2 separate regions of the Mus musculus genome follow, and region 2 is linked to region 1. Evidence: chromatin contacts called from public Hi-C data. All regions are on one chromosome and are shown on one strand. The core of a region is the stretch at or near the end of the contact, and the rest is flanking DNA. Distances in the headings are between cores, read along the strand shown. Region 1 overlaps Smyd3 (SET and MYND domain containing 3). Region 2 overlaps Kif28 (kinesin family member 28).

The links. A called contact is a pair of places that touch in the nucleus more often than the background predicts.
Region 2: a Hi-C map of embryonic stem cells shows a contact between it and region 1, with 4 times the contacts expected there. The contact joins two enhancer-like sites. A contact is called at or near these places in 9 of 39 promoter capture datasets (the C10 cell line, HPC-7-derived erythroid cells, embryonic stem cells and 4 more), 9 of 484 Hi-C or Micro-C datasets (CD4 T cells, the CH12 cell line, centroblasts and 3 more) and 1 of 115 datasets of contacts at active chromatin or transcription factors (stem cell-derived neural progenitor cells).

The regions. Positions count from the first base shown.
Region 1 is chr1:179,483,274-179,488,382 of GRCm38.p6, forward strand. The region is part of intron 1 of Smyd3 (SET and MYND domain containing 3); the gene reads right to left. Among named protein-coding and RNA genes, the nearest start is that of Smyd3, 32 kb to the right of the region's middle. Within about 2 kb of position 3,083, at least 30 of the 459 cell types and tissues checked have an H3K27ac peak or open chromatin away from gene starts, as enhancers often do. A contact at or near this core is called in embryonic stem cells and trophoblast stem cells, where this site is marked.
Region 2 is chr1:179,732,396-179,737,504 of GRCm38.p6, forward strand. Kif28 (kinesin family member 28) reads right to left here. Exons shown (of 23, transcript NM_001370897.1): 3 at 3,535-3,738; 4 at 1,968-2,003; 5 at 603-827. Among named protein-coding and RNA genes, the nearest start is that of Kif28, 10 kb to the right of the region's middle. Within about 2 kb of position 2,621, at least 15 of the 459 cell types and tissues checked have an H3K27ac peak or open chromatin away from gene starts, as enhancers often do. A contact at or near this core is called in embryonic stem cells and trophoblast stem cells, where this site is marked.

The DNA of each region.
Region 1 (5,109 bases), core at 1,833-4,332:
CAAAGTGGTTTAGCATTGGAGATGTCCAACCCACTGTTCTGCACTATGCAGACATGATACACCCTGTAGAAACTAGCCAAATGTCACATCCCAGATGGACACTTACTCTTTCCAAAACCTGCCTTGCAGGCCCTCCTACTATACGGATGACACTGGCATAAACAGCCCCACGGTACTTTGCCTAACCTTGAGTTATGACAGTTAAAAACATGCATGATTTTGTCACCTCTCTACCAAGAATGGGAACCATACTTTCTGCTCAGCTACTCATTTTTCTGGTTTGGGTAAAGAAACGCTCAGTAGATACCAGGCAAACAAAATGACAATGAGGAGATTATCAAGAGGCCGGGAAGATGGCCTAACACTTGCACCAAGCCTGGTACACTGTGATGGCTCATTTCTACATCAGCTTGACACCGGCTAGAGTCATTTTGGAAGAGGGAACCTCAACTGAGAAAATGACCCACCGGAGCTGGAGAGATGGCTCAGTGGTTAGGAGCACTGACTGCTCTTCCAGAGGTCCTGAGTTCAATTCCCAGTAACCACATGGTGGCTCACAACCATCTGTAATGGTATCCGATGCCCTCTTCTGGTGTCTGAAGACAGCTACAGTGTAAAGAGAGAGTTGGGGGAGGGGAGGGGAGGGGAAGAGAGGAGAGGAGACGACTGCACTGGTCTGTGGGCAGCCCTTGGTGCATTTTCTTAGCTGATGATTGATTGGGGATTGTCGGTCCCACAGGGGTTGGCATCACTGCTGGGTGGGCACTCCTGGATGGTATAAGAAAGTCAAGCAAGCCATAAGGAACAAGCCGGTCAGCATGTCAGCAGCGGTCCTGAGCCTCTGCCCCAGCTCCTGCCTGAGTTACCTTAGTGATGGACAGTGATGGAGCATGTGACTGAAATGAAAAATTAACCCTTTCGTCCCCAGCTTGCGTTCTGTCATGGTGTTTCATCAAAACAATGGAAACCTAAACTGAGACACAGCTAGAGTTCAGCCCCAGAAACCCACACAGTCAGAGGAACTACCTCACAGAAGTTGTCCTCTGATATCCACATACATGCACGTAAGTATGCACAAAGAGAGAGAAAGAGAGAAAGAAAACAAAAAATTAGTCAACTAATGTGGGGTTAAAGGTTATCACAGAATCCAGTATTCTTTTCCAGAGTGAGTCTTAATCAAGTTGTAAAACTGACTGGTTGGGTATCAAGAAATACCTTTTTTAATATTTAAAATATAAAATAATGCAAATTATCATATTTGGTTCCTATATCACAACCAAGATTGTGCTTCCTTACAATTTTAGTTTTGATTTCTTATGCTTTTACAAGATAGTAATATAGCATATATACAGATATATTAATATAATTTAGACAAGATAACTTGAAAAATATCCTTAGGTCCAATTTCCTATCAACTTCAACAAATACCAAGAAAGAAAACCTTAGAGAGTACATTACTGCTTTAATTAATTTTAAAAATATTAATTGGCATATCCCTAGTTTGTGCTGATTTTACAAGTGTTTGAAAATAGTTATTGGATTAAACCTCCCTTCTTGTTTATAGTCTTAATTAGCTAAGCAAATCCCTTTCTATTCGCCTTCAACAGTACAAAGAAAACTTCAAGCCAGCACATCACAATTACTGTAAATTTCTAATTAATAAGTATAACTTTAATAAGTTTCTACCATACCTTAGTGAATATTAACCAGGTTAAACCCCAGTCATTATCAGGCTATTGACTAAACGCCATGGTGACCTGGAGTTCTGTATGTATCTGGAAAGAATACAGGCACGAGGGCGGAGGCATCCATGCTCCAAACTGTATGAGAAGATGTATGAGAAGAAAAGATTCTGAAGAATTCGAGAACACATGCAGGCTCTTGAGATCATCTTACGTTTCCCAAGTGTCACGGGCTAAGAATCCGATCTCATTTTCTTTTCTTTTCTTTTCTTTTTTTTAAGATTTGTTTATTGTATATATATGAGTACACTGTAGCTGTCAGACACACCAGAAGAGGGCATCAGATCCCATTACAGACAGCTGTGAACCACCATGTGGTTGCTGGGAATTGATATCATCAGGATCTCTGGAAGAGCATCTCTCGAGCTCCCCCACCTTCCCCTCCCCCACGCCCATTTTCAAAGGAAGCTAATCCAAACGTGTTATTCTGTAACTGAAACGCCCTCGGTCTCCATGTGATGGTGGACGCTATGACATTCTTAAAAAATCATCTGAGGCCCTGGGTAGGAAAAAATAATTAATGGAGAATGTCTCAAAATGCAGATGTGTTGTAAGGCCTGGGGGAGTGGTTCAGTGGTAGGGAGCATGCATGAGGCCCTGAGTTCAGTCCCTAGCACTGAATCCACACCATCCCGCCCCACCCCACAAAGAGAATCTGCAATCCACTGTGAAAACTTCAGACAGAAGGGATTTCAGCAAAATGGCTTCCTAGAAGTACCTGATGAACGTCTTATACAACAAAAGACCAAAGAAAACCAACAGCTACTTTACTGAGTTTTTGAGTAGGAGCTGACAGAGTGGGTTAGGAAAGGTACTGAAACACACAGAGAAAGAAACACAGTAGCTGTAGAAAGAATGTAACTAAGCACACAGCACTTACAGCCCCAGCTCTGGAGAGCAACCTTGAACCAGGAAGTACTTCCCTCTGCAAAGAAGGAAAGCAGGAGGCCCCAGACATTCCCACTGAAATATGTGCTGCTGTAAAAGCCTACCACTCCCAGACCCTGAACCCTATCTGAGGAGCTGCAGGGTTCCCACACAATTACAAGGCATGGAGCCAAAAACCTAACAAAGAATACACAGGACATACAGACAATGAAGCAGTCCTCAGCCCCAGAAAAATAATAGAATCCTGTCATTTGGGGCAACGTGGTTGGAACTGGAAGAAATGAGCCAGGCACAGAAACAAGATAGCATCTTCTTACTCACACGAAAAACTTATATAATGACCTCACAGAAGTAAAGAGCAGAGGTCACTGGTCTCGAGCAAGGGTATGGGCAGAGGAACAAAGACAGGACAAGTACCAGACACCAAAATGCAGTCAGATACAGGAGAAAGGTACTGCTCTACAGCACAGCAGGAAGCCTGTTTCAGAGCAGTGTAATGTATTCAGTGAAGAACTGGAATGAGTTCAAAGCCACAAACACAAACAAATGAGGTGTTTAGGAGGAAAATGTTGACTACCTCATTTGGTTGGTCACTATATATTGTGCAAATAAGTTATTTTAATTACAAAATGTAGCCTGGAAAAAAAAATGGTCACAATTAAAGAACAATTCCACAATAACAAAGTAGGGATACGACAAGTTTATGCAATGTGTGCCGTCAGAATAGATTTAGATGGGAAGAAAAGAAACAGAGACTAGATAAAGCCTACTGTGTGAGGCTGGGGGTTTGCTCAGTAGGACAATGCCTGCCTAGTGTGCATGAGGCCCTGGGATTGAATCCGTTGCTGCTACTCCACAAAAATAATCCACCCAAAATCGGATGGTACAAACTTACATACTTCCAGCACTCAGGAAGCTGGGGCAGGAGGATTGCTGTAAGGCCAGCCTAACTAAAAGGCAAGTACCAGGCAAGGCAAGATGCCAGCGAGGAAGAGAGAAATATTAGCAGGACACGGAGGAAAAACAAAACATCCTTGTTCTGAGAAAATACAAGCCGAGGGGCTGGAAAAATGCTCAGTGGGTAAAGTGTGGACCATGCAAACGTGAAAAGTCAGAGGCGGTGCCACACATTTGTAGTGCTGAGGACATGGACTCAGGAGGCTCGCTGGCGCTCACTGGCCCCACCTGACTGGTGGCCAACAGGTCCCAGTGAGAGATCCTACCTCATGTAAAACAAGGAAGACAGTGATCAAGGGGAAACATTCAAGGTTGACTTCTGCATACATACATGTGTAGATATATGTATGTATGTGTGTGCGCAGTGTGCACGTGCTCTCTCTCTCTCACACACACACACACACACACACACACACACACACACACACACACACCCCTCAATGTATCCACAAGGAAAGAGACAGAAAGACAAAGAGAACGAGCTGAGCACTGTTGTTCAAGACTGTTAATTCCAGTACTTAGGAGGTAAAAACAGAAACAGTTCAAGGTCACCCTCAAGTTCAAGGCCAGCCTCTCCTACATAGCAAGTTCAATGGTAACTTCTACATAGGAAGTTCAAGGGCAACCTCTCCTACACAGGCAATTCAAGGCCAACCCGGACAATGTAATATCCTTATTTAAAAAAAAAAAAAAAAAGGAAGGAGAAAGAGGAGAGGGAAACAAGCATACATGAACTATTTAAGTAAAAAAAAAAAAAAATTACATATGCAGACTAGCCTTAAAATGGTTCAAAAAATAAATGTATGTGTGTATAAATAGAGAGCAACTAAACATGACAAAGCCCACATGGGGAATGCTAACTTTTGCTAAATTTGGATAAAGGACATAAGAAACATCTCTGTTTCTTCTCAACTTTCCTGTAATTTTGAGATTATACCCAAATAAAGTTTCTTTTAAAAAAAATGATTTAACCAATTATAAAGCAGAATTAAAGAAGAGAATGCATTCACAATGAGCCTTTAATTTCAACTATAATTAGCAAACTAACAAAAAAATATACTTTGCAATGAAAATATCTAAAAGTTAACGTGATATAAAGCACAGATAAATATTTTATGAGTTATTAAAGCTTACTGGAGCACAGCAATTATACTCTGGTGCTGTTTATTGTTCTGCTCAGATTTCATCCTGAGCCCATCAGGGCTCCCCTGAGGAAGATTAAAACCCTGTGTCTCCAATCTATAAATAGACTGTTAGATCCAAACCGAAAGAAGTTCTATAAATACGAATGAAGCGAGTTCCTTAAATCAACTAGATTAACAACTGCAGAGGTATCAATGGCTGACAGACTGTAAGAGCTCATTAGCGAAGCACAAGTCAGCTACAGGAAGTGGAGGACATCTGACCCAGTCTTGAGACACAAAACTGGTCATGATGCTTTGATGATTCCATAGTTCCAAAATACCCGACTGTAGTTTGACAGTGATTCCCATAATTTTTAAGTGTGGGAAGGACTGGGGGG
Region 2 (5,109 bases), core at 1,371-3,870, 250 kb after region 1:
CCAGCATGGAAAGGGCCTGTGGAATCACAGCTGGTTGTGGCATTCACCCAGGATATAGGAGCAATGCTTCTAGAACAACTTTGGGAAGTTACTTAGAGATATCCTGACTCCCATCAAGGAGATTGGAAAAGATAAATCCTCTCTTGTTTACCAGAGGCTTTAGTTAGTGGATGTTACAGGGATTTTCATCTTAGACAGAATCTTAGGAAGTGCTTTAGCAACTGGCTACGCCCTTGGCTCATGTCTGGTCCTCAGACTGGTGTCCATGGACCTGCTAATCTAAATTCTCTACTTATATCACAGGGGCTCATGACCCTTACCAACTCGGACTCAAAATTCATTCCTCAAAGTGTAGAATTTACTTGAGGAAAACCAACCAGCCTTGTCCTGTGGGCACTCTGAGGGCTTGTGACTCGTAAGACAGTTTCACCACAAGTAATGGGACAGCCTAATTGAGGGATAGATAGGGAGAGCAAAGCCCTCACCTCTTTCCATGGTCTATGGTTGGAAGCCGTTACCTCAGCCCACTGGTCCACTCTGGAAGGATTCACTGCACCACCCCCACTCGGCCCCTGGGAGCCTGTGGCAGAGGAGGGTCCCACCTGCTTGAACTGGATGGCGATTAGCATGTGGGATCGGCTGCTGCTGGCGTTCATGTTGGTGGACGCTGTCATCCTGATTTTTGATCCTTGCTCCACCAGCTTTTCAATTTGTGCATAATTCTCACAAGGCACCCACTTCAGACCTTCCACAAAAAACCCCAGCTGTTGATCCTCCCTGACTCTTAAGCCTCCGGGAGCTTTGGTTCTAGACAGCAAATCCCTGATCTGTGGGAGGAAAAAGAAGAAGGGCTGGGGTCGTGTTTAAGGTGGACTTCACCTCTTTCCTTGTTAGATCACTGCCTGCGGAATTTTAGATGCTCTGTAAATATGCCTGATGTAGTCGAATGCTGAGTTTCTGTAGGGACCAGACAACCTTAGACCTGAGTTAAGTGTTTCAACACTGTGTGGAGGTTGGAGGACAATTTTGAGGCGTTGTTCTCTTTCCACCCTTACGTGGGTTCAGGAGACTGAACTCAGGTCACCAAGCTTGGCACCAAGCAGCTACATCCTCTGCGCCGTCCTGCCAGCTCCCAGAAACCTACCTTTTAAGTCGAGCAGTTATTTTTGGAATTGCAGCTCAATTATGTTCAAGAACCCCCTGTCTGAGTTTCTAAGAGTGCTGTGAGCACTTCCTCCTGATCCATGCATGGCCTCCACAGGCTTCTATGTTTGGATATTGGCTAGCTGGTCCCCAGTTGGTGGAACCATCTGGGTAGGAGTAGGAGGTGGAAGAAGGTGTGCCACTGGACTAGGCTTTGACGTCCCCAGTGGCTCTGCTTCCTGTTGGTGGGTTCGGATGTGAGCTCTCAGCAGCTGCCTCAGCGCCGTGTCTGCCTCCTTTTGCCACGCTCCCTGACGCAAAAGTAACGGACTCTTACCCTCCAGAACTATAAGCCTCAAAGAAACCCTTTCTTCTGTTTATTGTCCTGGCTATGGTGTTTTACCACAGCAACAGACAGTAACTAAAACAGCTGCTATGTGGCTAAAGCATACAGTGTGAAGAACAAGGGATTTGAGATGGTGCTGGAGAGGCAGTGGGACGGGGGGGGGGGGGGGGGAGACGACGGGGGGCGGGGGGGGGGGAGGCACATGCATTACAGAATGACAGGCAGCCAGAGTCCTTGGTGTTAGTAATTCATGAAGTCACTCAGGTATGTGTGTCAGAGCATGGGCTCTCAGGACGGATGTGGCTCAGTGGTAAAGACTGTTTAGTGAGTTCGAGGACCCGGGTTTGATTCTCCGCAGAGGAGGCTGGGGAGGGAGACAGGCAGACAGACAGAAACAGACACACACACACACACACACACAGATAGAGCGACAGAGAGAGACAGAGCGACAGAGAGAGACAGAGAGAGAGCCCGGTACCTGTTCATTGTAGATTTCCAGCATGCTAAACATAACCTGTAGAGAGAGTAATGAGTCAATATTGTCTTGAAGAGACATAACAGGGAAACACTAACATACTCTAGTAAATGTGTCACACTGCATTGTTCTTAATGAATTTTATAAAAAGACACAAAATCGTCTGGGGAGGCACTGCTCAAGCAGGAGGACCTGAGCTTGGATCCCAGAACCCACAAAAAAAGCCAGGGCTGCCGGCGCTCACCTGTAATTGTGGAGGCTGCCGATAGGTGGCGCGCTTGGCTTGCTGCCGGCCAGTCTAGATAAAAACCAGGGAACTCCCCTTCTCAAGGGACCAAGGTGGAGAGTGATGGAGGTCCTCCATCGGGGTCCTCCTCAGGTCTCCACAAGTGTGCACAGAGGCATGTACACCTACCTGTACAGACATGTGTGCACGTACCTTTGTATCACTTACACATGTATATACTCACATAAGAGATCCAAAACAAACAACAACAACAAAACGGACACCATACAGGGACTGTATTCCAGCACTCAGGAGGCTAAGGCAGGAAGACTAATGAGATTGGAAGGAGAGGGGAAGGAGAAGGGAATGAGAGAGGAAGAGGAAGGGGACGGGAGGGGGACGGGAGGGGGAGAGGAGGCGGGTTCTGCCACTCAGTGCTGAGGGAGGGTTTTAGGAAGGGCTTTATAGAAATGACTCATTGCACATAACTAACCCAGGTGATCCAGAAGTTTCTAGAATGGCATCTCACTACCAAACCATAGGTTGGTTCTGTATGTATGGATTCAACCAACAGTTGGTCAAAACAAGTAACAACAACAAAAAAAATACCCCTCCTCTGCACCAAGAGGTGCAGGGTCTTGTCTTCTTGTGTTTTGTCTGATCTCTGCTGCCATCTAGAGCAAGGACTGTGCCTGTGGGTGTTTGCGGACATTTTACTGTCATGTTTTGGAGCTAGTCACACTAGTGATGGCCACCGACTTTCAGTGGATTCAAAGCTTGCTCTGGAGGCACCTGAGCCAGGGACAGTAAGACCCACCCTTGGCACCTGGGTGAACTTCAGAGACTGAGCCCATGTTTATGCCCAAATCAGGGTAGGTCCAAGTCCCAGCACCGTCTATGACATAATACAATATATAAATATTTGCCTATTTTAGGACACACGCATAAACCTGAAAATACAGTCGATGGTGCCTTCCACGTGTGGAAAATGAAAAGGTGAAATTCGGTCTGGAAAGATGGCTCAGCGGTTAAGAGAACTGGCTGCTTTTCTGAAGGTCCTGAGTTCAAATCCCAGCAACCACATGGTGGCTCACAACCACCTGTAATGAGATCTGACGCCCTCTTCTGGTGTGTCTGAAGACAGCTACAATGTACTTACATATAATAGATAAATCTTTGGGCCAGATCGAGTGAGTGGGGCTGGAGAGAGAAGAAAAAGTGTCTGAAGACAGCTACAGTGTACTTACATATAATGAATAAATAAATCTTAAAAAAAAAAAAAGAAAAAGGAGAAGAACAGGTAAAATTCCCAGGAGACGGGAATCTAGAATAACTAAGGCATACCTGGGGTTCTAGATTTTCCTTTTGCTTCTCAATAGCTTGGAAGAGCTCTTCACACACTCTTGGAATAAGACCCTTGTTTGTGCCAAAGCCAATCATGGAGTAGCTTTTTCCAGAGCCCGTCTGGCCATAGGCCAGGAGAGTAGCATTGTAGCCTCGCCAGGCACTGTCTAGAATTCCCCTTCCGATATCATGGAAGACATCGCTCTAGAAACGATACCGTTAAATGTCACCAGTGGCGGTGACTCTCCTGAAAGTTTCCTCAACACACATATGCATTTGTGCATACACTGACACAACACAGCCCCCTCCACAGAACCACAGTTTGTATCCAGGGTGCCACCCAACAACAGTCCATGTGTCAAAGGTTTAGCTTCCAGGTTGGTAGCGTTGGGAGGCTGTGAAAACACCCTAGTCTTTTTCTGTCTTTCATTTTTTCTGTTATGAAATCTATAGTTTCCCCGCCCCCTTCCACACACACCGCTGTAATGTAATGCATTACTTTACCACAGGCTGAAAATGTAATGGCCTACAACACTGAAGTCTTGATTCAAATTGGGTTATCACAGGTGCTTTTTATACAAACAGAAAGCGGCCTAATGATACACTCTAAGAAACAACCCTCCCCTCAAGGCTCAGTGACCACTGAAGAGAGGGAACAGAAAGACAGTGAGAGCCAGACAGACGTCAGGGAGGACCCAAGAAGGACCACTACACTCATCTCATAGGCCCAGACCTGCACAACAACAGGCCAGTCCCTACTCCAGCACAGAGGGCTAGGGGCTCAAGAGCCGCACACACAGTAGAGCATACTGACAGTGGATGGATTCTAGGGGAAGACAATTCTCTTTGAGGGTGTGACCCCTGGTAAGTGGAGAGGCTCCAGCCAATGGCCCCACACTCCTGAACATATGGATAGCCAGAACTTGTCTCTGGGGGAGTCAATAAATAAATAAATAAATAAATAAATAAATAAGGAGACAGCTGGAGAGTGAGTGGGGTGTGGATGGATCTAGAAGTTTAGGCAGAGGAGTAAGGGGTGAGTACCATAAAAATACAAATATGCATGCGTGAAATTCTAAAAAAAATAATAAAAATATCTCATAAAATATGTTTAAATTTGTATCATTTTATGTACATGGGTATTTTGCCTACATGTATGTTTAGACACCACATATGTGCCACCTGGTGTCCTTGGAGACCCGACGAGGCCATCTGATACCATAGAACCTTAGTTACAGACAGCTGTGAGCCATCAGGTGGCTGCTGAGACTGAACCCCGGTTCTGAAGAAGAGCAGCCAATGCTCTTAGCTACCTCTCCAGCGCCTATATTAAATATATTACAACAACAACAACAACAACAACAAACCTTTAAAAGCAGGCATGGTGGTAGAGTTCTTTGGGAGATAGAAACAGGGGAAAAAATGGAAACTTTTTGTTTGTTTGCTTGCTTGTTTGCTTGCTTGTTTTTCGAGACTGGGTTTCTCTGTGTAAGAGAGCCCTGGCTGTTCTGGACTCCATTTGTAGACCAGGTTGGCTGGCCTCGAACACTCAGAGATCGTCCTCCCATTGCCTCC